Regions from separate parts of the Rattus norvegicus genome. Here region 2 is linked to region 1. Evidence: chromatin contacts called from public Hi-C data. All regions are on one chromosome and are shown on one strand. The core of a region is the stretch at or near the end of the contact, and the rest is flanking DNA. Distances in the headings are between cores, read along the strand shown.

Region 1 (2,700 bases), core at 191-2,690:
AAAACTGGATATGTTGGTGAGGCAACTCAACTTCTCTGGACTTCAGATCTCAATCAGAAAAAAAAAAAAAAAAAAGACTCCAGGTGATCTTAAGGAGCAGCCGATTCATTTACAAAATTATGGTTCCTTTTCCAGATTGACGAATAGGCTTGGGGTTTTACCCCAATATTTTATTCTGTGAAATAGGATTTACTAGATTCGTTTGCCATTTGGAATTCTCATTTTCAGCTTTCTGCATTCACTTTTGTGTGTGTGTGTGTGTGTGTGTGTGTGTGTGTCTCCCAATTTGTGTAAAAGTAGATGGACAGATGGTTTATTAGGCTTTCTAAATGCCCATGACAGTGTTGTTCAAGTCAGCAGTGGTTGTAAGCTTTGGAAGTCCACAGAGAGTGTGGGTTTTGTTTAGAACAGAAAGAAGATCGTTTCACCGTTCAATTTAAGGAGAGCAATGTTTTCCTCACATAACTTTAAGCAACTTGTGGTTGTAACTCCAAAGGCCTAATCAGTTTGTTATTTTGGTGTGCTTAATACATTTCTGCACTACAGTCTGCTCCAATTTGTAGCTTTAAAAATAAAGTTACCAGATAAAAGCATAGACCCACTTTGCATGTTTTGTCTTTGCATGAATCATTTAATCCACAATGTGATCCCAGATTCGAAATCTCTAATTCAGACACATAGAGATGTAAAGGAGGCAGATTCCTCTCTTTATAGAAACCCTTTGGAGTTTCTTGGGTCCTTTCTGACTTTTAATTGCTCTGTGACTGCTCCTGTGATCGGGACCCCGGGTATGTTAATTATTAATACTCTAAGATGCATCTGAAGTACGTATAGTATCGACAACCAAGAGGCTGCAAATAACTTGGGTAGAGGAAAAGCCAGCACCAGCTAGCAGAGGTCCCGCAGGAATCCCGAGGGACAGAGAGCGGGCGTGAAGACCAATTCCGGCAGGAGGGTGTGCACTTGCCAAGCGGCGTCCCTGAGGCTTAGGCGCGCCCGGAAGGACCGGGAAAGGGACTACAGGTGCCGGCTAGTCACCTGCCTAAGAACGCGCGACCGGGTGAGTCAGCCCACAGACTTCTTAGGAGGAAAAGAAGGCCGCAGCGCGAGCGGAGGCAGCGACCAGAGGTGTGAGAGAGTACGGAAAAGCCGAAGGGGCGGCGGGGGCGCTGGCTTGACTGGAAAGCGTACGAGGGGCCCGTGGGCGGAGGGAGAGCAGGTGTGAGGAGCACCGCCACTGTGGAGAGTTCCCCCGCACCGAGCGGCCTCTGAGTCAGGGATTATGCGTGGAGCAAGCCGTCAGGGGGCGGAGCTTCGCGCTTGTGGGCGGGGAGGGGCGGGATGAGGGCGGGGCCGGCGCCTGACGCGCCCCAAGGCCGCTGCAGCTGCTGCGGGGAGGGGCTGCGGCCTCGGTGGCGGCCGCGGGGGAGGGGCTCGGCGTCAGCGCGTCGCCAGCTGGGCTGTCGGTGGCCTGGAGGGAGCCGTGGAGGAGGAGGAGGAGGAGGAGAAGGAGGAGGAGGTGAGTCGCCTTGGCTGGGAGCTGCGCTGGCCGCGGGAGGCGGGGAGCGCGGCCCCTCCCTCCCGGCGCCCGCCTCGCGGGGCCGCGCCGCGCGGAGTTCCCAGTGGGGCGGCGGCCGCGAGGAGCGGAGGGGGAGGAGGGCGGAGCCGGGGCCGCGCTTCCCGGGCGCACGCGCGGCCTCCTGCTCTGCCCGGCCGCGTTGTGGCCCCCGGCGACGCTTCTTGAAACGCGGAGTCTGGGACGGGCAGAGGCTGGACCGACCCTGGGACGCCTTGCCGGGGCTCCCGCGTGGCGAGGCCCTGGCCTGCGCTTTCCTGGTCCAGATCCCGGCGTCCCCATCTCGGGCGGCGAGAACCAACACCTCGCGCCCCCCATTAGAGGATTAGGCATAGGCCTGACGTTTCCGCAGTCCGGTCGTTCTTACGCAAGGCAGGGTTCTTGGTGTTAATAAGTCTTTACAACTAACTGAACTACGGCAAAGTTGCATTAATACATCAGTTTAACCCTTGGTCTCGCGGTAGGCAGCGTCCGCATCCCTACTCCCATTTTGAGGGAGTAGTGCAACTTTTATAGTCTTAGAACTACGTCTCATTGGGTAAGCTTTGAGGTAATTCTTAAGTTAGCCCCTGTGATGGGAAGTTCAAAGAAAAGGGGTTACATTTTCCCTCCCACCTGTATCACAGTTTGGAATTGGAAAACGTGAGTTGAAGGTGATGGTCCACAACACCGAGGAGGATCGTTGTCCCCTCCTGTGCCCAGCTTGCCTTAGTACCCCTGAAGTTGACTTTAAAGCTTACTGTAGTGGTTAGGTAAAGGAACTGCTGGGGGAAAAAGCGGCAGTATAACTCAAACAGAACCATTTTATTGTGTAAGCTTTAGCAGTGACAGAAGTTTCATGTTGGAACCACTAAGTGAGATACTGAAATTTAATTAGTGCATTCCAGGTTTTGATGGGGAGTAGATTCTTCTCAGCTTCAACCGAGAAGAATTATACACTGTTGTCCTTAGGGTCTTGCTTTGTATTTATTGAAATAGTTTCATCTTGAGCGCTGGGGAAACACTTTTTGAATCAGGATAGTTCGACAAACAGTTAGTAGGTAATACCTATTACTAATACACTTTACAGCACCATAGTGTCTTTTCTTTTGCTCTGAAATCATGTTGACATTTTTACCTTATAA
Region 2 (2,929 bases), core at 194-2,693, 180 kb before region 1:
TGCTTTCCTTTAGTCTCTCTTTCCTTCCCTCTCCCTTTCCCCACCTCCCCCAGTAATTTGCTCTGTACCTGTCCATTCAGGTAACCAAAGGTGTTTTTTGCTACATAGTCTAGGAAAAGTTTTGCTGAGAACTGTATGGCTGGGGTAAAAAAACTCATCAAGTGGAGAGCTTCTGCTTTGTTCTCACACCGACTTCCAATTCATTATATCCAGCAATTAAAACTTGGCAAATACCTGTTAATAATTATAAAACTTATTCGAGAAAGACCTACCAAATTCGGGAGCAAGTCCTTCTCTTAGACATGGTAGTCTAATCTTTCCCACCGGAGAAGGCTGTTTTCTAAGCAGAAACTTGACTGTTTTTGTCTGCCTAGCGAGTTTCATTTCTTTATTTCATTCTTTGTGTGTGTGTGTGTGTGTGTGTGTGTGTGTGTGTGTGTGTGAAGTAACACCTCACTTCTGTGATTATAAATAAAGAAGTGAAAGTTCTCTTGGAACTTGAGTCGTTTACCAAAGTGAATTGGGGGGGGGGTCCACTACAGCTGGGAAGAAAACTGCTGTCAGGATAATAGGGTTAAAATTAGGGTAACTTTTGAAATTATATTTTAAATGACCAAGTAATATACACATGGATTTTTTTTATGGAACCTCTCTCTCTCTCTCTCTCTCTCTCTCTCTCTCTCTCTCTCTCTCTCTCTCTCTCTCTCTCTCTCACACACACACACACACTCACACACACACCCTTCCAGACTTTGAGACTGAAAAGTTGGAGTTCAGGAGTCACAGACATAGTGGTGAGCTCAGCTAACATAAATGTGTTTATCTCCCACCTACTTACGTGTTTCCCATGCTACCCCTCTAACGAGGAGGGCAAGAGTGCTTGTTCCAGAAATTAAGACTAACATTCACAAATAAAGTTTACAGCATAAATGCCATGTCTTTCCCTCACACACATACTGGCTCATAAAGCTAGCAACTTATTTTATTAAATATATATTTTATATGCAGTGGCGTGTAAGTCTCAGCAGAAATCAGACAGGCCAGCTGTTTCATCCCACAGACTTGTGTGACCATTTCTTTATTCCAGGATCCCCCCCCCGCAAAAAAAAAAATTCGAATTAATAGGACAGACAAGAAATGATTTCTTTTTAAATGTGTCAAACTTGAAATCTACCCTGTATGCCTAGGTAAATTTAAAGTGCTTTCTACAACACCCACTTCCCCTTCTCTCTGCCCCCCTTCACCCCCGCTCAGCAAATGTGCGGAAACTGATACTCACTTTCCAGGTTTTCCGCAAAGCTTGTGGCACCGGAGACAATAGGTGCAGGGTGTAGGGACTGGGCGTGCTGGGCGGCAGAGAAAGGGTTAATGGCCCTTGTGTTACAGTTTGCATCTGTTACATCTTTTATAGCCCGCTGTTTAAACTAATCCTCGAGGCACAGCATCTTCCCACCCCGCGGAGTTTCAGGGCTCTCCTCTTCTCCGGCCTGCCTCCGAGGTTCCCCTTCTCCAAGTTTTGACAGTTTGAGCTCAAAGAATGCAGCGCCTCCCTCGATTTTTAGGTACAAAAGTTTCGAAGCCAGAGAGGACAAGATCCTTTAGAACAACTTAAATAGTGGTCACGGACTTTCTCTTTCCTTTCTTGAGAGGGAAAAAAAAATCTACTGGAAGAATTTAAGGAAATCAGTGTGGGGAAACGTGTGTGTGTGTGTTTGGGGGGGGGGGGGCTTAAGTAAATATTGTCCAAGTGGTGAGGTTGGGGGAGGAACAATGTCCAGAGAGGCTTATAATTATATTTCTTTTGCCGGGTAAAATGGGAAATCTTAATTTGGGGGCGGAGGGTGTAGGGAAAGAGACAGTGCCTCGATAAACTCCAAAGGGGAGGGGAGGGGTCGCGGGGCGAGTGGGCTTCCTGTAATTACTATTATCAATTTACCCGAGTGTGCTTCATCCAAGGGCTGTTTTGCGTTGTTTGTTACTTTTTTTCCCTCTTGGGAATGGGGGGTCGGAGGAGGGATGAGAAAAGATGAGAGCGAAAGACCCCCTCTCCAAGTTCCCGAGCCCGGCTGAGGACTTTTCGGAGGAAGGGGTCCGCCTAGCCTTGAGTCAAGCAGTCTTACTGTACCGCTGTGTGCATTCCCTCATACGGTCAGGAGTTATGACTCATTTTGAAGATGTAATTCTTGTCTCTGATCCCCTCGCGAGTGCAACACACCAAACAGTAACAACACAAAGCGCCTCGGGGCCAAGGCTGGGGGTGGGGGGCGGGGAGGGGGCCGCCGAAGTTTCGCTTTGGCGCTGGGGGCGCGGATGGGTGCTCACCCGGGCCCTGGCCCGGATCCCCTGGGCGGCCCGCGCGCGTTTCAATGGGCGCGGACGATGCCCACATTGTCGCTGTGTTTGGTTGCTAGATCGAGCCTGCGTGCTGCCGAAGCAGGGCGCCGAGTCCATGCGAACTGCCATCTGATCCGCTCTTATCAATGAAGCAGCCGATCATGGCGGATGGCCCCCGGTGCAAGAGGCGCAAACAAGCCAATCCCAGGAGGAAAAACGGTAAGAAGAGGCCCGAACCAAACTTTTCCGGGCCACTCGGCGGCCCGAGACCAGGGGAAAGGGGGGGACAGGGAGAAGGAAGCCTGTGGCGGCGCCTGGGGCTCGCGGGCGAGCCTCCCTCGGCGGCCAGCGCCGGAGCCCCACGCGCGGCCGCTGTACCGGGGGGGAGTTAAGCAAGTGCGGGGCCAAGTGAGCGCCGGGCGCCGGGAGGGGGGGCTCCGAGCGCTACCGATCGGACCTGCGCCCCACTCCGCGGCCCCGGCACCCCCGCTGCCTCCGCCCGCTCTGCTTCCCGGCCCGCAGGTCGCCGGCCCCGCGGTTGGAGCGGCCGGCGAGGGCAGGGCGGGGGCTCCGGCGCTCGGGCGCGCTGGACCTC

The links. A called contact is a pair of places that touch in the nucleus more often than the background predicts.
Region 2: a contact with region 1 is called in a Hi-C map of prefrontal cortex, with 4 times the contacts expected there. The contact joins the promoter of Zeb2-as1 here to the promoter of Gtdc1 in region 1. A contact is called at or near these places in 7 of 12 Hi-C or Micro-C datasets (the Rat2 cell line, frontal cortex, kidney and 3 more) and 1 of 1 datasets of contacts at active chromatin or transcription factors (oligodendrocytes).

The regions. Positions count from the first base shown.
Region 1 is chr3:49,569,855-49,572,554 of GRCr8, reverse strand. Gtdc1 (glycosyltransferase-like domain containing 1) reads left to right here and starts at 1,440. Exons shown (of 11, transcript NM_001393689.1): 1 at 1,440-1,519.
Region 2 is chr3:49,751,016-49,753,944 of GRCr8, reverse strand. Zeb2-as1 (ZEB2 antisense RNA 1) reads right to left here and starts at 1,443. Exons shown (of 3, transcript NR_132636.2): 1 at 1,280-1,443. It overlaps Zeb2 (zinc finger E-box binding homeobox 2), which reads left to right. Exons shown (of 10, transcript NM_001033701.2): 2 at 2,412-2,553. The coding sequence starts at 2,481.